Linked DNA regions of Mus musculus: all the other regions are linked to region 6. A link is a contact called in public Hi-C and HiChIP or PLAC-seq data. All regions are on one chromosome and are shown on one strand. The core of a region is the stretch at or near the end of the contact, and the rest is flanking DNA. Distances in the headings are between cores, read along the strand shown. Region 1 overlaps Dock9 (dedicator of cytokinesis 9). Region 2 overlaps Dock9 (dedicator of cytokinesis 9). Region 3 has its middle 27 kb from the start of Timm8a2. Region 4 has its middle 7.8 kb from the start of Timm8a2. Region 5 overlaps Ubac2 (ubiquitin associated domain containing 2). Region 6 has its middle 54 kb from the start of Ubac2.

Region 1 (3,868 bases), core at 875-3,374, 210 kb before region 6:
AGAACAGGTGCAGTTCCAGGTGTGAATGGGCCAGCTAAACTCAAGCGAAAGTGCCCAACAGCCATGCTACCTTGGGGTCCCCGGGAGCAAAGCAACTGATGTAGTTGTTGATCTGCTTGAAGACGAAGCCTCTGTCCATGAAGGTGAAGCATCTCTAGGGGAAAAAAGCCAAGAGCCATTAGTTCAGACCCATGAGTTGTGGAACTTTGGCTTCTAGTCTGCTGGTTAAGTTACCCTCTCCTGTCAGAGTACTGAGTACTGAGTACTGAGGGCATCACTGTGCTGGGGAGCTACTTAGAAAGCAGTGTCCCCTTCCCCTGGAGGTCACTACCTTGATGAACACAGCGAGGCTGTGATTGGCATTTTTAGATGCTTCTGGGTTATCTCGAAATTTCTGGGTGATATGTGGCATCAGCATGTTCACCACGGTTTCCACAGCGTGATGGTAGGAGGCCGGAAATCTCTGGTTCCGCAGTAACTGAAAGGATTCAAACCCATCACTTAGGATGATTTTAGGTTGTAATACTTAAGGTTGGAGTCCAAGTCCATAAAAACAGAAACAAACAAACAAAAACCCCCGAGTTAGATCTACCTCTTGTATAATTGGATAAAAAGTTAGATATACCCTTCCTAATGCAGTCTGGTAACTTTCCACATACTATTTCATCAATACTTTCAAGAACAGAAATCTCACAAGAAAAAAAAATTTACCCAATTTAAAAAATCAAATTATAGCACAGTATTTGAATGTATACTATAAAAGTGCTCAAATATAGCCGTGGCGCACACCTTTAATCCCAGCACTCGGGGAGGCAGAGGCAGGCAGATTTCTGAGTTCGAGGCCAGCCTGGTCTACAAAGTGAGTTCAAGGACAGCCAGGGCTATACAGAGAAACTCTGTCTCGAAAAACCAAAAAAAAAAAAAAAAAAAAAAAGTGCTCAAATATGTCAAATATCTCGACCTTCTTTGATATGACAAAGAGAGTCTTGGTAGTTTATACAAACAAGAACAGAAATGTTGATCTAAGAGTTTTGGCAGAAAACAGGGCAGGACCGTGCACTTTCTGTGGGTATCTTCAATAATGGGCACAAGCCAAGCGTTCCTCAGACACTTTTTATATTCTTTATTCAAAACTCAAAGAACAAGTTTATTTGTGTTTACACATATATTATATATAATATATGTTATATATTATATATAATATATGTCATATATTATATATTATGTTATATATTATATATTGTATGTGTGTGTGCATGTGAAGGTCAGAGAACAGTTATTAGGAGTTTCACTCTATTCCCACCATGTGGTTCCCAGGGATTGCACTCTGGTCATCAGGCTTGGTTTACCCAGTGAGACATCTTGCTGGCCCTTCTCAGAGAAAGCACTACCTAGGCTGAAACCCAGAGTATTCAAAGGACACACAGACACTGATGAATGCACATGGCCAGTTTAAAGGGTGTGGCAGCCTTCTGCTTGCAAGTCAGTGCATAACGATCCCTTCTCTCATTAATGCATACCAGAGAAAGTACCAACTGCTGAGCAATCAGCTGGGTTACTGCCATGCCTCTACATGCCAGCCACTGCACCACACACTCCTGGTTACTTCCCATCCAATCCTATATGATCCTTATGACTTATTCTGCATGTTACCGGTTGAGGGACGGTAGGGATGTGTGCTTAGTCACACAACTCAAGTGACTCATATTCAGATCTACCAGGAGTCCAAAGTCTTCTGACACGTGAGACCACACTTCTTTTTCCAAGTCCACAAAGGAGGGAGGGAGCATAACTAAAAACTCTTAGCCGCTGGATTTAATTTCAACAGCCACAAGAATGGAGCACCCCAATTTACAAATAAGGAAGCCAATGTTTAACAGCTCAGTAAAAAGTCCTAATTATCCTTTCCTTTACCAGCCCCCCCCCCCTTCTCCTCTTTGGTGACCAGACCCCTTTGAAGTGCAGGAGCAGTGGCTGACCAGGTAGACTCTATTTCCCAGCCTAACTTATAGCTTGATGTGGGCCACGTGACTAAGTTCCCTCTAATGGACTGCAGAGTGAGTGACAGGCGCCTCCTAGACCACGTTCATGACAGAAGCAGATAGCTTTCATGTTCTTTTCTTTCCTGTGTCTGGAATGTGCTGTGAGGTGAGCCAGCCACAACACTGTGGGGGAGAAGGTAACAGCCTAGACTGGATCATCAGATGGGAGGCTGAGTCCCTGCATATCGCTGGGGGGGACAAGCTGGCCTTTCCAAACCACCCACCAGCTCATGATTTTCTAAAACAGAAAGTCAGGTTTCCTGTCACATTTGAGCCACTGTTATCCTGGCCTGTTGTAGAACCACCAGGCAGTGGCACATGACACTCAGGGAAGGCCATGGCAAGCAGTAAGTAAGCTTCCTGGAGATGGCCACTGTTTTGCCTGGCTGTGGTGGGTTGAGCTCTGGAGAGGCACAGCCCCGGAGACTTTGTCCCAGGGTTGCTTCTCACTGCCGATGTGCTTCCTGCCATGATTACATAGCCTAATGATGCCTGGGCACCAGCCCACCCTATTGGGAAAATTTCCTGCAAATCAGGATGAAGATGTACTTTCAAATTCTAATGCTGTTTGGAAGAATTAATGACTTTACGGAACTACTGATTTGATTCAAATAGTTTTAGGAAGAAAGTTTTAAGAGATGGTTTTAGTTGTATTGCCTGAAAGATGTAATAAAGTTAGAATCAAGAAAAGAATGTGCTCTCTCCTCATAGAATAGTAAGTAAAGGTTACATGATAAGGAGTGCAATGAGCTTTCACAATTACCCTAAAAATAGAAGTAGGCTTGGGACAGATTTGTGATCAAGGGAAAACATTCATTCTAGGTCAGGTCCAAGGATGAGGCCACAGGTGTGCACCATGATAAAGCAAGGCCATGTGCAACCAACTGTTGCTGTGAACTAATACTGAGCTTATAGAATGAAGCACTGCTCTGAACTTACTATCTACATCCTTCTGTAATTCCCTTTCGTGTAACGTTTTATCTGTGAGGTAATTTTATAAAGAACTTTGTCTAAGAAGCTATAAGGAGGCTGAGAAAAGAAATAAAGTATGGCTGTTGGGGCTCTGCTCCATCCACCAAATGTGTATATATGATATATGTCTGTCTGTACAGTATGTATATATGTATGTTTGTCTACATGTATGTAGATAAAAGTGTATGTATATAACTATGCATGTGTATATATATAAGTATGCATGTGCATTTGTGAAACTGATGACATTAGTGGTCGGGCCCAGCCAAGTGTGTGTTTGTGTGTGTGTGTGTGTGTGTGTGTGAGAGAGAGAGAACATGCTATCATTGGGAGTGGGGGGGTTGAGGGTAGAGAGGGATATGATTGGCTGCTATCATTGGGGTGGGTGGGGCAGTGCATGATTGGCTGCCATCAGCACCAATCCCAGTGGCTGACACCACATCTCGCTGCCTCCTTTGGTTACCTGGATGTTGAGCTGGCTTTCCACAGAGCAGTACATACTTAAGGCTGAAGCCAGAATCTGTGTGTTTCTAACATGAAACCGCATGATTTTATGCACTAAACACCAGGTCTCATTATGAAGAAGGTTAGACATATTCGCATTTTAATCATTTCAGTTTTCAAATCAACAGTAAGAACACACAGAGTCAAAAACCCACTGAGGTAGGATCAAGTTATAAGAATACAAATTAACTCTCAAATACCACGTTTTTTTTTTTTTTTTAAATCATGCACATTGAACTGAATACAAAAACAAAACACAAAAAACCCCTGAATCTGAGCAGCACATCAGCTAAATGTAGAACATGGACTTTACATTCTGACTCAGCCGAGCCAACTGTAAAGTGACATTT
Region 2 (4,005 bases), core at 1,338-3,837, 190 kb before region 6:
CACAAATTCAGTGGTCGTTCAACCATTCTGTAACCAGGATAATAACTGTGCTTTGAGATATAATTGTGTTCCATTTCTTCTCACAATGTGGGGGTCAGCATATCTATACTTAATTGACCATTGAGAACAAACCATCAATGCTGAGAGATTATCTTGTGTGTTGTATGGATGCATCACCTGTCAATTTAAAACGCCAATGGTCTATGGCTTAGACAGGAAATAGAGGTGGGACATCTGGGAGACAGAAGGGATTTTGGGATAGATCCAGGCATGGGAATTCTTCCTAGGAAGATATAAGGAGACAGACACATGGTACCTGAACACAGGTAACCAGCCATGTGGCAGAAAATAAAACAGCATATTTTAGTTACGATCTAGTCAGAAGTAGAGCCTAGCTATATGGCCAAGGTATTTGTCAGTATATTCTGAGTCTGATTCTTATTTCTGGGAACGTGAGGCTGGGAGAAAGAATCAGGCCAAATTTCAACAAAATGGCACCCAACATGGGGCTCCATCTGTAAATGAATTATTCTTTGTTTGTTTTGTTTTTGTTTTTTTGTTTTGTTTTGTTTTGTTTTGTTTTGTTTTGTTTTTTGAGACAGGGTTTCTCTGTGTAGCCCTGGCTGTCCTGGAACTCACTTTGTAGACCAGGCTGGCCTTAAACTCAGAAATTCGCCTGCCTCTGCCTCCCGAGTGCTAGGATTAAAGGTGTGCACCACCACGCCCGGCATTGTAAATGAATTATTCTTAATATAAATGTAAGCAGTGAATTAAACTGGCGGCTGTATTTCTTTACCTTATGCTGGTCCACACTAACTACACAGAGAAGCCAAGATTTATTTAAAGCTGTACCTCAATTGCTGAGCAGTGAAATGATATATCTTTCCTTTCTATGTTAGTCTTGTGTGTTTCCATAATCTCTCTCAGGACCTCTTCTTCATGGCTCCAAACGTTCCAACCTCGCTGGTCTGAATCGCCCTCACTCTTTCCTCTGGTTGGCAGACATCATGCCCTAGTCTCTAGTTTGCCCAGTTGTTGGGTGACCAACACTTACTGACAAGGCAGAGTAAGAATTGTTTACACAAAGAGGGAGATTATTTGTATAAATATTACAATGTCGTGTCTGGATTGAAACAAGATATGAGGGCAAAGAAATCAGCATCTGAGTAACACAAGGGTAAACTTTATACAATGTACAGAAACATTATTCTTACACATCAATGTCACTATGCTCTGAGCTTCCGTGAACTAACTCCTAAGCAGCAGGGAATCCAGTTCTGGACATGTAATATATGTTCAGTATTTCTCCTTTGTTACCCATCACAACATAAGTGTGTATAAGATATGGTAAATGGACTTAAGAACATTCCTTGAAAGGCACACTTCCCTGTCCAGACAAAACTGAAAGCCAGTATGTAGAGATAGGTTGAGAGTATCTGCTTATGTCTTTGTGTGCTGCTCTGAGACACCTGTGAAAGATTAAGACAGGGACAGACAGGAAGATGGCCATGGGAAGACAGAGGCAGCCTGGAGTGATCTGCTACAAGCCAAGGAAAGCTCAGGGAACCAGAATAACTGGGGGAGGCAGAAAGAATTGTCTCCTGCAGACGAGGAGAAGTGGTCATAAAGACAGCCCTTTAAGCTTTTAGCTTGCAGTACCTTTCTTGGTATTATTAACTGACCTGGGTTGCTGTAGTTACAGAAGCCGATGGACTTCATAAAGTAAGGATTATGTAAATTATCATTTTCCCCACATTGGTTTAGAAGTATCAGGGGAGCCTTCACTCAATCTTGCAAGTCAGAAACCTGCCAACTGTTTATCTTTGGCGACTGCCATCCTCTTTCTAACACCCATCAGGAAGCCATGGACCAGTGACTGCACCTCTGACAAATTGAAGCAGCCCACTGCTTCTGATTTCCTCCTGTAGGAGCTTTGCAGCAACCTTTCCATCTGACAGGCGTCCTTCAAGTAGGCTCCGCCCTGCCTGTGCTTCCCTCTACCCCACAACCCATGCCACGCACATCCAGTGAGAATTCAAGTTAAGAAGAACCATCCATCCCTTGTCCTCTGTCCACACGCACTTCTCCTCTGCCCTGTGAACTCCGAGTGACATAATTTATATGGCTGTCCCCATCTCTCCCTCCCCACCACAAAGCTCCTCAGGTAGACAAACAAGCAGCACCGTCAAACTCACTTCCGGAAGTCTGCGAGCAGCTTGAGCATGTCATCATTTGAAAGCTTATTGCTGTCTTGCCGGTAGATGGCAGAAAATCTGGCGTTTTTATCCAGGTTTCCAGAGGTGTCTTTAAACAACGTCCTGGAACAGAGAAACAACACTTCAAGAGCTGGGTTTCCGAAGACCAAAATAAGGACAGTTCTGGTCTCTGCACACAGACGAATTATGATTCCACTGGCTGTGGCCAACAGAAATCTCATTATCCCGCCAATGTGGTAAGTATTAATGAGGATGACCACAACTAACTCAATTTACACAGAAAACAGTTTCAGCCAAAAGCCCATACTGAGGAAACAGCACACACATTCATATGGGACACAGGAAGGGACACAGAGAGAGGACGCTCCAGGACTCTCCAGCTGCACCATCTGAGCTGCAGGCACGTGGCCAGGGCCTGGGCTCTCTCAGGACAAACCTCCTGTCTGCCCTACTGGAGTCCTCTCGGCTATGGGCCTTTGCTAAGTGCATGCTCAGAATGGGTGATTATTTACTTTTGATTTCACCAATTTAAATCTCTGACTCGGGATAATCAACTCAATAGGTAGGCCTACTTGTCTGTTGGTCTAGCTGTCCATCAGTCTATCCCAGTTATAAAGGGCGTTCTCCCTTACCTTGCTGCCCAGGCGAATGGCATTCTGTACTGTCCTAGTCTTTGGCATGCCTGCTTGGCATTCTTCAGCACCTTCTGGGCAACCTGGAACAACATACAGCCGTGAAATGCTCAGCCACAGGAGAACTGAGGCCAGAGCGGCTACCACCACGAGCCCTCACCATACCACCAGGCCCTGCTTACGGCACTGATGTGGTTGAATTCAATCCCAGGGCAGACTTCTTTATTCAGTCCCTGGCAGTGATTCTCAAGATTACAGAGTGTTACTTCCAAGAAGCTCCTATACCCTACTGGTCTTTGCAAACAAGATGCAGGCTACTCTTTGGCCAGCATCCTTCCTCTGGCAGACTTTATTTCTTTTTGACTAAGGACTAATTATAAGCCACTGAGGTATCCATGCCCAAATATCTGTTTAATGAATTTAATGAAAACACTAATGAACATACTAAGTTTTCCTAACTCCTAGCAAACATCACAACCCAGGAGACATGCATTGTGAAGGCATAATAAGGTACTGGCTTAAATCAGACACCAGCCTTCAATTGTTGCACTTTCCCTTCATAAACACTACCACTGCCTCATGATCAATTTTGACTTGTTCTTGGTTGATAGAGAACATTAAGCATATTGGCTTTTGGCCAGTGACATGTATGAAGTGCGGGTCTATCAGCAATCAGTTGCCTCACGCTTCCATGTCCCATGATCTGTGATAGTCAAGTGGGGACCAGAATGCTGTGTGTGTAGGAAGGAGTCTAAAGTCATTTATTCTGAGTGTATCAAAGTCAAACCAGCTTTTGAAAAACTGCTTACATCTGGGAGCCTTTGTTTCCTTCTAGGCTCACTTCAGGGTCACTGTCAGATAGCCTTGGAGCACAGCCTAACTATTCTGGGTCAACATCTGTATGCTGCAGGCCCTCCAGTGGTCTGCATATACCATCAAGTGTGAGAAGCACTCACTAAAAGACATAGGACAAGGGCAATAGAGACGCGTATCCAAAGGTCCATCAGAGCAGCTCTGTGCCTCTGCAGATCAGTAAGTCTCTACGGTGTAATCCGTTCTCACTAAAAACCTCTGATTCTTTCACAATCGTGCTGTGGAAGACATCACTGTCTTCAAGGGCGAACCAGAAAACAATCCTGGTTCAAACAGGTGTCAGG
Region 3 (3,580 bases), core at 38-2,537, 240 kb after region 6:
CAACCAGGAGGCCATGCCTAAACTCTGGATATGGTCTTGACAGGTTCTCCCTCCCCTTTGTGGGGTATTTTAGCTAATGTCATCCCTGTAGGGTCCTAGGAGGTTTTTGCTTTCCTGGCATATGGGGCTTTCTGGTTGCTACCCCCAATTCCCCATCCCCCACTGCTACACTCCTCTGCTCAATTTCCTGACCCTCTGTATATCATCCTCGTCTCCTCCCATACCTGATTCTGCCCCTCTTTTCTCCTCCCCGTCTTCTCTTCCTCCCAAGTCCCTCCCACCCTCTACCTCTCTTGATTATTTTGTTCCCCCTTCTAAGTAGGACAGAAGCATCCATTCTTTGATCTTCCTTCCTCTTGAGCTTCATTTGGTCTGTGAGTTGTATTGTAGGTATTCCACAACCTTTGCCTAGTACCCACTTACCAGTGAGTACATACCATGTGTGATCTTTTGTGACTGAGTTACCTCACTCTGGATATTTTCTAGGCCACCCACCCATCTCCAGAATTTTAACCCAGAATTGCTCCTGTCTAAAGGAAAAACAGGGGAAAAGAGTGGAGCAGAGACTGAAGGAAAGGCCATCCAGAGACTGACTGCCCCATCTGGGGATCCATCTCACATGCATACACCAAACCGAGACACTATTGCAGATGCCAAGAAGTGCTTGCTGACAGGAGGCTGATACAGCTGTCTCCTGAGAGGCTCTGCCAGATCCTGACCAATACAGTTGCGGAGGCTCACAGCCAGCCATTGGACTGAGCACAGGGACCCCAATGGAGGAGTTAGGAGAAGGACTGAAAGAGCTGAAGGGGCCTTGTCTGGCATCAATGGGAGAGGAGGCCCTTGGTTCTATGAAGACTTGATACTCCAGTGTAGAGGAATGCTAGGGCAGGGAGGTGGGAGTGGGTAGGTGGCGGGGGGGGGGGGGGGGGGGAGCACCCTCATAGAAGCAGGGTAAGGGGGATGGAATAGGGGGGTTTGCAGAGAGGAAACCAGGAAAGAGGATAACATTTGAAATGTAAATAAATAAAATAAAATAACACAATAAAACAAAAAAGAATATGAACATAAAAAAAGAATATACTTAAATGTGCAAGCACACACACAAACACACACCCCAGACTTCCCTAACAGCCTAGCAAACACGCAGTTAGCAGCTAATATTGCCACAGATAAAGTCTGGCCTTTAGAACCTGAAGTGGAGATCCAGGATACACCCTGAGGCACCCAGGCATGCAACTTTAGACTGCCCCCAAGGGGAAGTACCAGATTGGCTTTCTCAATACTTTGGGTTCATCCTATGCCCCCTGGTGGCAGAAACAGAGCATGGCGGGCACACTGTGAGAAGGCAGCAGATTCTCCTTGGTTAGCCGTATTTTTAGTGTAATTGGTTGACTATTGTAGTTGTGATGGTAATGTAATATCAGCTTGTAGCCTGGCAGTGTGCTGGGGAAGTCTTCTATAAGCCTCCTTTCACAAATCAGTTACAACAGGCTGAGCAGCTAAGACAACTTTCTGTATTGTAAATGACTAGGATTTGGTTGCAAGCACCCAGCCAGCAGTTCATAACCATCTGTAACTACAGTTCAGAGGATCCAAGGCCTGTTTTGGGGCCCTCACACCTATGTCTATACAGTACACATATGTGTGCTACACACCGGTACTGCACACACTTGACACATGCAGACAAAACACTCATATACATAAAATAAAAAATAAATTTATTTTTTTTTCAAGACAGGGTTTCTCTGTGTAACCTTGGCACTCTTGGAACCCTGTAGACCAGGTGGGCCTCAAACGCAGAGATCTGCCAATGTCTGCCTCCTGAGTGCTTAGGTCAAAGGCACGTGCCGCCGCCACCCAGCTAAAATAAATTTAAAATCTTAAAAAAAAATACTCTAAGAACTTCATTGGATGAATTTCCATATATAGACTAGAAAGCTGTTTCTCAGGATGAGTCACACAGCTTAGGAAACAGGCCAGAACTTCACTACAGGGCTAATCCCTTGCTCTTAGCCACTGACCCCACGAGGCAACAACAACAGTATTTCTCTAAAGCGAGCTCTGTGTGGATTCTTTGCAAAGAAAATTATTTTTAGTTAATGAAGTCTACTGGGGTATAGCTTAATGGTACAGTACTTCACTGGCTCAACTTAGAGCAGTGGAATGAAAAGGATCCTCCATTTGAGAGACTGAAGTAGTGACACAGTAGAGATGGTGACCTTTGACAGCCCAGGGCAGACCCTGCAGAAGCCCAGGGCTCCCATGGAGAAAGCCAGTCCAGGGACACACTGGGGCTCCCACAGAGAGAGCCAACTGAGGGCACACTGCTCTCTCAGCTGCCCAGGCTAGTCTTGAACTTACTCTGTACCCTAGGCGGGCACTGAATTTGTGATCCTCCTGCCTCAGCTTCCTGAGTAGCTGAGAGTACAGACCTGAGCCACCAGACCTGGCCATTTTCTTAGATCACCACCAAAAAATAAACAGAACTAAACTGTCAGGAAATGCCTCCTGACAAGACACCACGTTCATTCATCACTGGGATATCACAGCCGGGATCACAGCTGATCCAAACACTTCAAATAGACTGCAGGATCTGTCTGGTCCATAACATGAGTGAAGGACTTTGGCAGCATTGCAACTGCAAGAATCCAGTGACATATGAAGCTGGGGATTCAGGCAAAGACATCCTGGGCTATGTGCCTGCCATGTAGCCACCACCAGAGAAACTCTTACACATCAAAAATAAGTTAGTAAAGATCACCCAGAGCTGAGCACAGTGGTGGTAGAATAACATCCCTTTAATCCCAGCACTCAGGAGGCAGAAGCAGGTGGTTTTGATTTGAGGACAGCCTGGCCTACAGAACAAGTCCTAGGCCAGTCAGTGGTACACAGTGAGATCCTGTCTCTAAAAGTCAATCCCCGCCTCCACCAGGGGTGGGGGAAGTGTTAGTGCTGGAGAGAGAGATAGGTCAGCACTTAAGAGCCCTTTGCTGTTCACCCAGGGGTCCTGAGCACCATTCTCCATATTGGTACAGCAGTTCACGACTACCCATGACTCTAGTTCCTGGGATCCGATGCCCTCTCCTGCCCTCTGTTGGCACCAGTCATGCATACGATGCGCCCATGTACACACAGCCAAAAGTCATACACATAAAACAAAAAAGTAAAAAAAAAATTTTTTTTTAATTCTTCAGGCTGGACAGGTGGCTCAGTGAGTAAGTAAGGTTCACTTGCCATCCAAAATTGAAATTCAAATCTCAAACACCTACGTCAAAAGTAAAGCACTGTGGTGTGTGCCTCTTGAGAAGTTGTTGTGATAAAAATTCTGACCCAACCCAACCTGGAGAGGAAAAGGTTTATTTCATCTTGCACTTTATAGTCACTGAGTAGGGCCGGAACCTAGAAGCACGAACTGAAGAAATGCTGCTCTCTGGCTCCCTCCTCATGACGGGCTCAGCCTGCTTTCGTAGACATCTCTGGACTGCCTGCTGAAGGTGGCACTGTCCACTGTGGACTGGGCCTTCCGACATCAATCACTACTCAAGAAAATGCCTAGGGTTGCCTATGGGCCAGTATT
Region 4 (4,137 bases), core at 831-3,330, 220 kb after region 6:
TCTGCCTCCCAAGTGCTGGGATTAAAGGTGTGCACCACCACTGCCCGGCTTTATTAATGGTCTTATGTCACTCTTTTTATTATATGTTTATTACCTCAAATTATCTGTACAGCCAAGCAATCCTAAATTCATATTTTAAAGATAAGACTTTCTGTTAAAACAAAGTACAAAATGTATATCTTAAATAAACAGAACTTAGTCCTAAATTTCACGATTTGCTTAGAAAAGAGAGCACGGAAAGGCCAAGGCCAGATAAAATGGCCAAGGGGAAGACCAGTGTAGATTTAAGACCTTTTCCTATAGTGTGAGTCTGTAGAGAGGGGATCGCCATTAGAGTGGAAATGGCTTTTTCAGCTTTATTTTATTAAGCCTTTGCAAATAGGAGTTGCAATGTCGGGAAACCACACCCTGGAGCTCAGTTGAGCTGGTAGACGTAAGTTCTTCCACTATAGCTACTGCCTTATTTTAGTGACTTTAGGACACAGCCCTTTAACAAATAAAGCGCAGAGCACTTTCTGTGCCTGCTTGGGCTGGCTTTGGAGGGCACATCTGTATCTGTGACCTTTCTGCTGCTGTGACAGAATACCATGACTGAGCTCACTTAAAGGGACAGAGTTTACATTTTGACTTATGATTCATTCCAGAAGTGGAGTCTGTAATGGCAGGAGACATAACAGCTGGATCGGGAAACAGAGGGAGAAACAGACAGACAGAGAGAGAGTCAGAAAGAGAGAGAGAATGAGAATGGGAATTGTACTTCCACAACCTCTGCAAACAGTGGCACCAGGGGTGACAAGTATACAAGTATCTGAGCTTATGGGGGAACATTTCTCATTCAGACAACCACAGCATCTTCGCAGTGTGTTAAAGCTTTCCTTGTTAGTTTTTTTTTTTTCTTTTTAGCTATGAGTACGTATGCATCTCTGTGTCTAAGTATGTGCAGGTGAGTGCAGGTATCTGGGGAAGCCAGAAGGGGTCCCCAGATTCTGCAGGGGCTGGAGTTGCAGCAGCCACTCCATGTGGATGCTTAAGAACTGAAACTTAGGCCCTCTGCAAGAGCACTGTGTGCTTTTACCCACAGAGCCATCTCTCCAGCACTTCCTGTTTTAACTTACTGCAGGTTTCCATCATTTTAGAAAGAGACCATCAGGGCTGGGAGATGGCTCAGTTGGTAAGGTGCTTGCCTTGCAAGTAGGACATCCTGAGTTCAATTCTTGGAACTCCGTTTTAAGAAAAAGTACATGCAGTGTTTACCCGACACACAAAGAGAGGGGGATTTTAGAGTCTGTGGGGGACCATCCTCGAACTCTAGATCTGAATGCCTCTGTGGTTTTGTTATCAATAAAGTAGAAAACAACTGGGACCTTGGGTGACTCAGCTAAAATTAGGGAAACCTCCTGATCTCCAGGATGAAGTGGAGACCAGAGGAGAGGCTAAGAGGCTTTAAAGGAGTACAGGTAAGAGTGTGAAGGGCAGATGACTGGGAGAACTGGCTGCCCGGGTCTTTGTTTATTGTGTAAAATTTGGGGGTGGGGGAGGTTTAGGTGGAATTGGGGTGGCATAGGGTTCTGGGCATAAAAACTGGGTTTCCCATGTGAAAAGCCAGGCTATTCCTTCCCAGGCCCTCACACTTATGTGCTTAGTGGAGACTCTGCTGGGAAGACAGAACCCCACACTGTGTGAAATGAAAGGCAAGCACTCATGGAGAAGCCCCGCCAGTCCCGCCCTCGTGGGTCTGGTGCCTTGCTGGATGATGTGTAATGGGCTGAGGTAGCAGGGCAGATGTGTGGCCCAGGTCTTAGGTATGTGTTTTAGGTGGGGAATAGCATACTGGGCTCTACTGTTGTTGGTTTATTTCTCTTCTTTTCTGGGCTGAGGAGAAATGACTCAGCCGTATTCTATTGTCACTGGTTTATAGTCTAGTTTCAGAACTTGACGGTATCTTGGTTTTTCCCACTATTTAATGAAGGACCAACTCTGCTTTATCTGTTAGCATCTTGTGATCTTTGCGTAAAGGACAGAGTTTGAAAATATTCCCACCCTCTACACACGCGGCCAACTCCCCACCCCCCTGCCTACCCTGACATTTCCTCTCCTAAGGAGTAGGGCTTATGGTAAAGGCAGGCACTTTAACCGCTGGTTGGTAAACTCAGCCCTGGGGACTTATTTTCTTGTAAGGAGGGAGGGAGAGTTCCCCCTTTGTCCTGTAGCTACTTTATAGGATGTCATCCCTGCCTAGAGTTTTCTGCCCCCTTGCTGTCTCGGAGAGCAGCAGAAGGCAGATGAAGCAGCGACACCCTGGTCTGACCAGAGCTGAGAGTCAAGTTTGTTGCCCACAGATACAGAGTGCCATGTCGTTGTCCTGGAAGGAGGACTTGCAGCAACAGTAGGGAAAGAAAAATTAATGGGGTTTCGGTGTGTTGTGCAGGAGAGATCTGGGAAGTCCTGGCGTTCCCTAAGAGGAGCCCAGAGTCTGTCAGTTGAGAAACTGCTCTGGAAGCCTTGGTTGAGAGTGGGGAAGGAAGTGGGCTCTCTAGAAAGATGGTAAACTTCTGTTTGTTTACTCAGAGCCACGCAAATCATTCCTGCCAGAAGAGCACCTCTTTTTTTTTTTTAATATTTTTTATTATGTATTTTCCTCAATTACATTTCCAATGTTATCCCAAAAGTCCCCCATACCCTCCCCCCCACTCCCCTACCCACCCACTCCCACTTTTTGGCCCTGGCGTTCCCCTGTACTGGGGCATATAAAGTTTGAGTGTCCAATGGGCCTCTCTTTCCAGTGATGGCCGACTAGGCCATCTTTTGATACATATGCAGCTAGAGTCAAGAGCTCCGGGGTACTGGTTAGTTCATAATGTTGTTCCACCTATAGGGTTGCAGATCCCTTTAGCTCCTTGGTTACTTTCTCTAGCTCCTCCATTGGGGGCCCTGTGATCCATCCAACTGTGAGCATCCACTTCTGTGTTTGCTAGGCCCCGGCCTAGTCTCACAAGAGACAGCTATATCAGGGTCCTTTCAGCAAATGCTTGCTAGTGTATGCAATGGTGTCATCGTTTGGAGGCTAATTATGGGATGGATCCCTGGATATGGCAGTCTCTACATGGTCCATCCTAGAAGAGCACCTCTTAAAAGGGTTTGCAAGGCAGGCAAGCACAGATTTGCCTAGTGGGGCACAGGCAGGACAGCCAGGATACCTGCTGTCAGGAATTACCCAGGCAGAGGCTAGGCAGAGGCTGTGGGTCCTGGCTTAATAGGTTTATCCACCTAAAGTTTTGGGGTCCCTTTGAGGAGAAGTTGCTAGTCTGTGATTGGCTCACAGCTTTTACACCTCACCTTTAGCACTGACTGCAAAATAGGTTTATGCTGGACACGTTACGCTAATAAGCAGTTCCTTGGAAGGCCGGGCGTGATGGCGCACGCCTTTAATCCCAGCATTTGGGAGTCAGAGGCAGGCAAATTTCTAAATTCGAGGCCATCCTGGTCTACAGAGTGAGTTCCAGGACAGCCAGGGCTACACAGGGAAACCCTGTTTCAAAACACACACACACACACACACACACACACACACACACACACAAACACAAACAACAACAACAACAAAAAGCAGTTCCTTAGAGTCCAGCAGCTGTTGAGATACTCGGTCAGGCCTGGTCAGGCCTGGTCATAGATGACTGGCTTTGTGGGTCTTTAGGGGCACTGGTGGGTCTGCCTCTGCTGTCTGAACAAGGCCAGGATAAGATGTGGCTAGAGAGGCTTGAATTCATCAGCGTCCATCCAGAACCCAGGAGCTGACAGTTAGGAAGGTCCCTTAGCCCTAGGCCCGCCCTTCTGCTGTGTAGCATCATTACTCCAACCTTTGGTTTTTATTCCTTTTGGTGTTTAAGGACATGTGGGTGGCCCCCAGATTATCCTCTCGTCTTTTTAGTGTGGAGGAGAGTGTGACTCCTCGTGGACTACCTGACAGTCCCCGTGGTGCCTTTAGCTTTCCCTTCCACTTGTGCCATATTGTGGTGTGTTGTCAACATCTGACCTCTCATGAAAGCAATGAGGACATTTCCTCTCCAAAGACCGTCCTCTCTGCAGAATGTCAACTCATTGGAGCCCAGCCCCTTGGGTCTCTGTGGCTTCTCTTAT
Region 5 (3,604 bases), core at 26-2,525, 130 kb after region 6:
GTATCACTTAAGTCTTGGAGGAGCCCATTTGTCAGCTGTGAAATTAATGAAATAAAAAAGCACAGGAAAGCCGCCCATTCACGTAAGGCCTGCCTTCTGCCGCTGTGTTCTGGAGGCAGGGTGTAGCCACGGTGTGAGTGCAGCTTGTAGACAAGCCTTGGCTCTGAGGAGCCGGCACCAACAACTCTGGCAGAGTTGACAGAAGTTTCTAACTTTTGTGAGGATTTTTCTTCCTGAAAATCTTACTTTCCACTTTTGAGGAGTTTTTCATAGCAAGTTCATGAGATGTGACCTCAAACATTGGTGTGTGTGTGTGTGTGTGTGTGTGTGTGTGTGTGTGTGTGTCTGTGTGTCTCTTTCTGTGTATGTGTGTGTCTATGTGTGTGTGTGTGTCTATGTCTGTGTGTGTGTTTGTGTGTGTGTGTGTGTGTGTGTGTGTGTGTGTGTGTGTGTTTGTGGTGGTGGTGGTGGAGTTGCAGCATCTCCATGTTAACCGTACTGTAAAGATGAGGAGAGCCACCCCAACATAAGAGAGGGGAGGGCAGCTGTTGTGTGTCAGCCTGCACATGATGCCTGGGTGAGCCTGTGAACTGTGCCTTAGCATCTGGTACAGCTAAAAATGGGAGTGATTTCAAATTGTTCAGGTATGGGGGTATTCTACCCAGTGTTGGCTGTAACAGGAAGATGCAAAAGTGTGAACAGCTCAGATTCTCTCAGTAGATGACTTGCAGACGTTGAGTGGTTCAACCGTGCTGTGGCATGTGAAAGTGGCAAAGCCAGACTGTTTCTTGGCTGGAAGTATGTTAAGGAAAGCTGATTGCATGACTTGGTACTCTGAGGGAGAATGCACACAAGCACACAGAAAGATGCCTGCTTGGATATTATATGTGCCAACAGGTAATACTGTATGAGTGATTGGGGACTTGTATCCATACAGCCTAAATTCAGAACAGTGAACATAGATTGACTGAAGTAAGGTAATGATCTTGTTAATTGGAGGAAGCAATGTTATTTTGCTCTTCTTGCAAGAGCATCATCACCCAGTGTTCTTCACAGCTTATTCCACATTTGTGCTCTCACTTACTCTGCCTGCCTACCTTTAAGTCCTGTCTGATGAGGACCTCATATGGGTCTGAGGAGTTAAATATCACGTTGGGTCCTTCTATGTGGTGCTCCCTTCAGTCCTTTGAGGAGCAGCTGTCTCATGAGCCCTTAAAGAACTGAGAGATTGTGGTTTCAGAGTACAGACAGCATGACATATGTGGTTAGCTCCCACAGGGTAGATGGGGCAACCTTCCCTAAAGCAGGGCAAGCCAGTCCCACACAAGACTGGGACAGGGATCTTGAGTGACCACTGTTGGACCAGAGCCAGCCAAAGGCAGCACTTTTAGAGTATGGACATGTAAGTAGGATAGGTCAGAACCTGGCCTCAGAAAGCAGATGGAGACGGCTTGAAAACAGGCTCCTGTTGGATACTTAGCAGCTTCTGGGGATTGAGTCTACATTTCCCTCAGTTCGTGTTTCTGTCTTCCCTGTGTTCTCAATGCTGTCATTTCAGTACACTTTATTATCTCCACATTAAGAGGAAAGTCCTTTCACATCCTTGGCTGCTGTTACCCAATTCCTAAGGCAATAAATCTCAATTTATTATATGTCTTCAGAGTTAGAATTTGTTCTTTCCTTTAATCATCTTCTGGATTACTCTCGTGAGGCTTAAGATAGCTTCACACTTTTAGCAAACAGTACTTTTAGTGCTTTTAGTCTACATGTGCTGGATCCCGGGAATGCAGAACGAGAGGGTTTACAACTGAAGAGAGAGAGAGACAGTGTGGGGCTGGCGTGCCGTGTGGCTCAGCCCTGCTGCTTGTCTTCCTCCTCGTGCACCCAGTGTCCGGTCTGGATCTCAGCTTCTCCTTTCCATCACTCAGAGTATAACTTACACTTTAATGCACTTTAATTATTTCTCATTTTAATTATTCTTAGGCAGTAGCTTCTGATAAGTTTAGAATACGTATGTAAACACATATACAAAATATACCTGTATACACATGTGTGCCTGAGTTAAACCTGAAAGTACTGTAATATGTCAGTGAACACATAGGGGGAAGCCCACAGAGTGTGTCTTAGATCTGTTTCCCTTAGAACACTAACATTTATAAGAATAATAGTTTCAGTGCAGTGCTTTTGATGACATTGTACACTTGACTACATTCCACACACTCAGGGACCGAAATCAAGATGATGACATCTTTCCCCAGGAGCACAGATAGTAACTGGGCTGCATGAAATGGAATTAATTGTTCTTCAGGGTTGACCTTCCTGAAGAGCGGGGCATTTGTGGCATTGTGTATCTATCCTTCAGCTCTAAACCCTCAAATATTAAAGAGGTACTGTTTCTATGTTCCCAGATTTAGCATATGTAGACTAAAACTACTGAAACTATGAACGTATAAAATGGTGTGGTCTACCCCCAAACCTCCACTTCCCTGGAAGCCATCTTGTCATTCTCTGATTTCCCTGCTAAGCTGCACAGTCTGCCCTGTGTCTGTAATGTAACATTTGATCCTTCAGCTTTCCTGTCATCCTAACTTTGTCTCCCTTTTTTACTTAAGGCATCAACAATTCTCAGAATAAATGTTAGATTCCTTCCAACGTCCTTCCCTGACATTCTTGAAAGTGGTGTATGTGTGTGTATGTGCACGCAAGCACACACACACACACACATACATACACACGTTTGTAAAATTTATTTCCTTGCCCATAGATTTGCTAAAATTTCTTGAGATGTTATCATTTCATCTTTGCATAACCAGTCATGTTGACACAAAGTGACAGTTTTTCTCTAGTCACAAAAAGGAGAGGAAAAAAGTCCCCCTAAAACTCATTGATTAGTATTTAATAAAATTGCCTAAGCTCTGATATAGTTTATACTCAGAAAGAGCTTAGCAAAGAACCAAAGCAAAAGTCTTTGGGCTTTTAAGATTTTTGAAGTGTCACCATTATCTCTGAGATTTATTCTGAGAATTGTCAGTGCCTTAAAGAAGGGAGACACTGTTGTCTACAGGGTTACCAGTGTTTTGAGCTGGTCAGGTGTGACCTCAAGATGGGGTTGAGATCTGCGCTAGGCAGAGGGGTGACTTGCCTTGTGTGTGCCAAAGAGGAAGCTGTGCTTTGAAGGAGAGCCAGAGCAACAACTAAGAGCATGGAAGCTCAGAGAGAAGTGCTGGTCGTGTTGTCCATTACAATTAACCCAAGTCTGCCTTTTAGCTATTGTCTTAAGGAAAGATAAGGTTGTGGAAAATACTTAGAATTAAGGGGGGGGAGGGTGGCGCACGCCTTTAATTCCAGCACTTGGGAGGCAGAGGCAGGCGGATTTCTGAGTTCGAGGCCAGCCTGATCTACAGAGTGAGTTCCAGGACAGCCAGGACTACACAGATAAAACCTGTCTCAGAAAAAAAAAAAATTAGGGGGGAATAAAATGAATGGAAAACAAAGGGAACAGCTCACGAGGGTGTGTGTGTGACTGAATACCGAGGACATTGAGCTCTGAGAGAGGGGGAGTAGCTCAGAGGTGGCTGAGGCTAATGCCCTTGATAACAAACCT
Region 6 (3,839 bases), core at 1,220-3,719:
GGGTGGGGGATGGGGGAAGGGAGAGGGCAGGGGGTAAAAAGAAGGGGTAAAATGGGGGTGGGGTGGAGGTGAGAGTTGAGAGGATGGGGAGGTAGATAGAGGAGGGAAACTGCAGAGTACCAGGAGCAACAGAAGGCTTGCTTCCCTTTTTAAAAGAATGTAAGAGTATCGTTTGCCAAAGTCTGGCCCTCACATGCCCCAGGGCCCACATACCACTCGTATGTCTCACATTCATCCGTGAAGACAGTATGGGAAGTTGGAGGGCGTGGACAATAACGGCTTTTGGTTTCTTATCCTTTGGGTTTGGATGAGATGGCAGCTTTGCCCTTTAATGTGCTTTGTCACCAAACATTCTCGGAGCATTTCAGTCTAAAAATTCAGTATGTTATACGTTTCAGACAACATAAAATGAGTTACATCGTTAGCTCAGGCTGGCCCACTAAAGATAACCATGAGGGTAATCCTCGGCCTACACCTCCCAAGTGCTGGGATTACAGGTGCCACACCCAGGGCCTTGTGCATGCTAGGTAAGCATGTTAACAAACAAGCCATGCCCCAGCCCCAGATACATGTTGAACCTTCATGTATCATTTCAACCGCTTCACAGAGTAACAAAGTACTTATGTTTCAAAGCAAGGTGGCCTAAGCAAATGTTGAGAAGGCCCTCCCAGCAGTGGAACTGAACGGGAACTCCCAGCAGCAGGGTGCAGGAAAGTACCATGCTGGACCCAGTACAGTGCATACATAGTGAATCTGAAAGGGAAGTGTGAGGTCAGAGATGAGGTCAGAGGTGACATCTTTGACAGGAAAGCTCTCCAGGCACCACCTGTGCTCGCCACAGCCTTGCCTTCCTGGAAAGGCTGGGATGAGCTTATCTGAAACCAGAGAGGGGACATTAGTCACAATGTTTTTATCACAACCTTCCTAACATCCCAGGACATCTCAAAGAGAACTGAAGGGACTCCAGCCAGCCCAAGCATCAAACATGGCTCTGGCAGGCCTAGCCCTTCTCTTCCATTCCCCCTGCCTTGTTAAAAACCATTAGATTCCATTCCTAAAGCTAGCACCCAAGGGCTATTCCCTTATTGGGCCATTTCCTCCTCCTGAGGCTGACCACCAAGGTCCAGCCATCAAAGTATTGAAGTCTAGTAATCAGAAGACCCGTTCGGTTTACGAATTAACTTACCCAATTAAAATTAAACACCTCATCCTAACATGGGCTTTCCCCTTTTACCTTTATAAACTGCCATTTTCCCATAGGCCATGTCTGTCTCCTCTCTATCCAGAGGCAGTCCTTTGACCCTCCCTCCCCCAGGACAGATATTCCTTCCCCCACTCCCTTGTTCCCTGCCCCTTCTCTCCTGTCCTCTATCTCCTGTTGTCTTTGTCTCTGATTCCCTGCCCTCTTTCCCTCTGGGGCAAATAAATTCCTTTTTATTTGAAAACTTGGTCTTGAGCTCCTGATCCAAATGATGGACCAGGCACTGTGTTATAGACAAGAACGTTCTGCGGACAGAAACTGTAAAAGAATTATAAAAAGGCAGCAGTAAGACCAAGGAAAGGTTTGAGGGATATGGAGAACACCCTAAAGTCCAGAGAACACTCTAAAGCCAGGACCAGTCGTTCCTCCCCCCACACTCCCCCTCCCAAACCCATTTATATAAAAGTCATCTCCACCTGTTGCTGAGATGCAGGCCCTCTGAATTTCGATATTCTCTCCAGGAAGGAGGAGGCAGTCTCAGAAAGTAAGCAGAGTCATGAGCAGGGGAGAAAGAGAAGGGGGAAATCATGAGGGCCCCTTCCCATCAGTAAAACATGAAAGGAAACAGTTGCAGGAAGCTGAAACTGTCTAGCCAAAGTGCAGAGAGAGAAGTTTGGACTAGGGTGCTCTGCCTGCAAGAAACAATCATGGCTCTAGGGATGCAGTTTTCCAGTGTTTTCACCAGAGTTAGGCTTTCTGCTGATGCAGCTGCTTTGGAGTCACCCCTGCTCCCTGTAACCAACTCCCCTGCCCTGGCGTGAGTTGACCCAGTGTGTGTGTGTGTGTGTGTGTGTGTGTGTGTGTGCTCGCACGTGTGCTGCACCACCCCAAGAAAAGTCTGTCCCACAACACCTGCCCAAGCACCCAGCAGCAAACACCCTAACATTCTGTTCTCCACAGCTCAGCCTTGACTGTTCTCAAGACCAGATCACCCATTGCCAGATGGATCTTAGCTGCCCCTCCCTTCAGGCTGTTGGGCGAAGGCCAGTCTTGGCATCCCTTGCACTGGCCTGAGTCACACTGCTCATGACAGAGAACACACTTCTAGGGGAGCCTGGGATGCTTCCTGTCCCGAGTCTGTTTTGCCCTCTGACCCTCCCACCAGGCTCCCTCTGCTCATTTTCAGTGAGTCTTTCCTCTCAGAGGAGCAGGTGGAAGTCCCCGCCCCCAGCTTAAAGTTTAACCCTGCACAAGGGTTTTCTCTCTGGGGAACAGCTAAATAGTTCAGGCAGCCAGCTTCAGAAGGTGGGAGTTTCCTGTCCACTCCCAGCAGTCACATGTGTCAATTGGTGAGTCGTCAAAGCCTGGCACCACAGACCTGGTCACTGCGCATGTGCACCTCAGCGTACCTCGGGTTTGCGCCCAGGCCTTTAGACTTGTCACCCCTATTAGAACAAGATTTTACCATTCTCATGTACTCCTTGCCCACTCCAATAGTTTATGAAACAAATGGATGGATGGGTGTCTTTGCGGGCTCCCTCCAGCTAGAGGTAGCCATGGAGGCTTCGTGCTTAATGTCTTTCTACACAAGTGCCTTCTGTGCCCCGCTCCTAAACCCCGTGGCAGACGAATACTCACCCATTCCATTCCCTGGCCTTGGTTTTGCTAACGCTCAGAGTTCTCTAGTGGGAGTGAGTTGATTTTTTTTTTTTTTTTAATTTTTGTGCTTTGAGGCAGGGTGCCATAATTCTCCGGCTAGCCTCAAACCCTTACGTAGCTCAGAATGACTTTGAACTTCCGGTTCTCCTGCATCTACCTCGGATTACATTAGGATTACGCTCACAGTTTATGAAGGGCTGGAGTTGGACCCAGGGGCTCAAGCACGCTAGGCATATCCTTAGCCCCTCCCTATTGGCGCTGAGTGCCCTTTACCCATAGCAGCTGGCCTGCCACTACCTTTAGTTCCTTGACGGGTCCTTCTGTTCACTTGCAGACTTCCTGAGACTCTCAAATAAACAGCTTGCTCTTTGACTCTCTGTCCATTTCTGTGAGACTCCACGTTTAGCACACGTCAGCCACAGCAGGCATTTGGCTAATGCCCTGCAGATTATCTGATGTGGGATTTCTGCATTGCTGGGTGTGACTCTTGACTGTGAAGGCTTCTCTTGGGAACAGTCATCTTCCTGTGAAGGGGGAAAGGATTTCCAGCCACAAGTCCTGAAAAGGGATCTAAGAGATGAAATGTGAAAGGAAGGAGAAAAAAAAAGGAATTCTCTCCCTTCTGTGCCAATGTGCTTTCAGATGTGGAGTGGACTCTCAGCTCACAGGTTGGTTATGAAATCATTCACCCTGGGAAGCCAGCATGCTGCCTTTTATGGATGCTGCCGCTCAGACTGTTGTACCGGGAGTGTTTTTCCATCATGTTCTCTATAGAGTTCACAGAAAAGCCAAAAATAATATAAGATATTCAGACCGACCCTAGACAGGAGTGTAGTTTCATAAACCCTTATGATCAAAACCATCAGTGAAATAAAACCGATAGCCCCATGACCAGCATTCTCGCCCCACTCCCACCCCCTTACAGCAAGTTGGCACTGAAGTAGTGTTTTTGTGTTACCCATGAGGAAATGAGTCAGAG

What was found. A called contact is a pair of places that touch in the nucleus more often than the background predicts. HiChIP or PLAC-seq counts read pairs in DNA pulled down with a chosen protein or histone mark.
Region 1: a contact with region 6 is called in a FOXA1 HiChIP or PLAC-seq map of pancreatic cancer cells. The contact joins two enhancer-like sites. A contact is called at or near these places in 4 of 115 datasets of contacts at active chromatin or transcription factors (the NIH/3T3 cell line, embryonic stem cells and pancreatic cancer cells) and 4 of 9 other capture datasets (adipose tissue, embryonic stem cells, liver and 1 more).
Region 2: a contact with region 6 is called in a Hi-C map of the N1E-115 cell line, with 2.2 times the contacts expected there. The contact joins two enhancer-like sites. A contact is called at or near these places in 2 of 484 Hi-C or Micro-C datasets (the N1E-115 cell line and uterus).
Region 3: a BATF HiChIP or PLAC-seq map of CD8 T cells shows a contact between it and region 6, with 10 read pairs. The contact joins two enhancer-like sites. A contact is called at or near these places in 2 of 15 datasets of contacts at CTCF or cohesin (CD8 T cells and large pre-B cells), 4 of 484 Hi-C or Micro-C datasets (the C10 cell line, Th1 cells, regulatory T cells and 1 more) and 5 of 115 datasets of contacts at active chromatin or transcription factors (CD8 T cells, T-cell acute lymphoblastic leukemia, effector CD8 T cells and 2 more).
Region 4: a BATF HiChIP or PLAC-seq map of CD8 T cells shows a contact between it and region 6, with 8 read pairs. The contact joins two enhancer-like sites. A contact is called at or near these places in 1 of 39 promoter capture datasets (liver), 1 of 15 datasets of contacts at CTCF or cohesin (CD8 T cells), 2 of 484 Hi-C or Micro-C datasets (Th1 cells and regulatory T cells) and 1 of 115 datasets of contacts at active chromatin or transcription factors (CD8 T cells).
Region 5: a contact with region 6 is called in a Hi-C map of Th1 cells, with 4 times the contacts expected there. The contact joins two enhancer-like sites. A contact is called at or near these places in 1 of 39 promoter capture datasets (liver), 1 of 15 datasets of contacts at CTCF or cohesin (CD8 T cells), 1 of 484 Hi-C or Micro-C datasets (Th1 cells), 1 of 115 datasets of contacts at active chromatin or transcription factors (CD8 T cells) and 2 of 9 other capture datasets (adipose tissue and liver).

Annotation. Positions count from the first base shown.
Region 1 is chr14:121,609,692-121,613,559 of GRCm38.p6, forward strand. It overlaps Dock9 (dedicator of cytokinesis 9), which reads right to left. Exons shown (of 54, transcript NM_001081039.1): 28 at 332-478; 29 at 71-154. Among named protein-coding and RNA genes, the nearest start is that of Dock9, 87 kb to the right of the region's middle. Within about 2 kb of position 2,125, at least 36 of the 459 cell types and tissues checked have an H3K27ac peak or open chromatin away from gene starts, as enhancers often do. A contact at or near this core is called in the NIH/3T3 cell line and pancreatic cancer cells, where this site is marked.
Region 2 is chr14:121,632,309-121,636,313 of GRCm38.p6, forward strand. It overlaps Dock9 (dedicator of cytokinesis 9), which reads right to left. Exons shown (of 54, transcript NM_001081039.1): 14 at 2,849-2,931; 15 at 2,196-2,318. Among named protein-coding and RNA genes, the nearest start is that of Dock9, 64 kb to the right of the region's middle. Within about 2 kb of position 2,588, at least 18 of the 459 cell types and tissues checked have an H3K27ac peak or open chromatin away from gene starts, as enhancers often do. A contact at or near this core is called in the N1E-115 cell line, where this site is marked.
Region 3 is chr14:122,059,589-122,063,168 of GRCm38.p6, forward strand. No RefSeq gene overlaps it. Among named protein-coding and RNA genes, the nearest start is that of Timm8a2, 27 kb to the left of the region's middle. Within about 2 kb of position 1,288, at least 47 of the 459 cell types and tissues checked have an H3K27ac peak or open chromatin away from gene starts, as enhancers often do. A contact at or near this core is called in CD8 T cells, Th1 cells, memory CD8 T cells and 2 more, where this site is marked.
Region 4 is chr14:122,040,386-122,044,522 of GRCm38.p6, forward strand. No RefSeq gene overlaps it. Among named protein-coding and RNA genes, the nearest start is that of Timm8a2, 7.8 kb to the left of the region's middle. Within about 2 kb of position 2,081, at least 30 of the 459 cell types and tissues checked have an H3K27ac peak or open chromatin away from gene starts, as enhancers often do. A contact at or near this core is called in CD8 T cells, Th1 cells and regulatory T cells, where this site is marked.
Region 5 is chr14:121,957,611-121,961,214 of GRCm38.p6, forward strand. The region is part of intron 4 of Ubac2 (ubiquitin associated domain containing 2); the gene reads left to right. All of the region lies in intron 1 of Gpr183 (G protein-coupled receptor 183), which reads right to left. Among named protein-coding and RNA genes, the nearest start is that of Gpr183, 5.8 kb to the right of the region's middle. Within about 2 kb of position 1,276, at least 52 of the 459 cell types and tissues checked have an H3K27ac peak or open chromatin away from gene starts, as enhancers often do. A contact at or near this core is called in CD8 T cells, Th1 cells and adipose tissue, where this site is marked.
Region 6 is chr14:121,822,477-121,826,315 of GRCm38.p6, forward strand. No RefSeq gene overlaps it. Among named protein-coding and RNA genes, the nearest start is that of Ubac2, 54 kb to the right of the region's middle. Within about 2 kb of position 2,470, at least 188 of the 459 cell types and tissues checked have an H3K27ac peak or open chromatin away from gene starts, as enhancers often do. A contact at or near this core is called in CD8 T cells, the N1E-115 cell line, the NIH/3T3 cell line and 6 more, where this site is marked.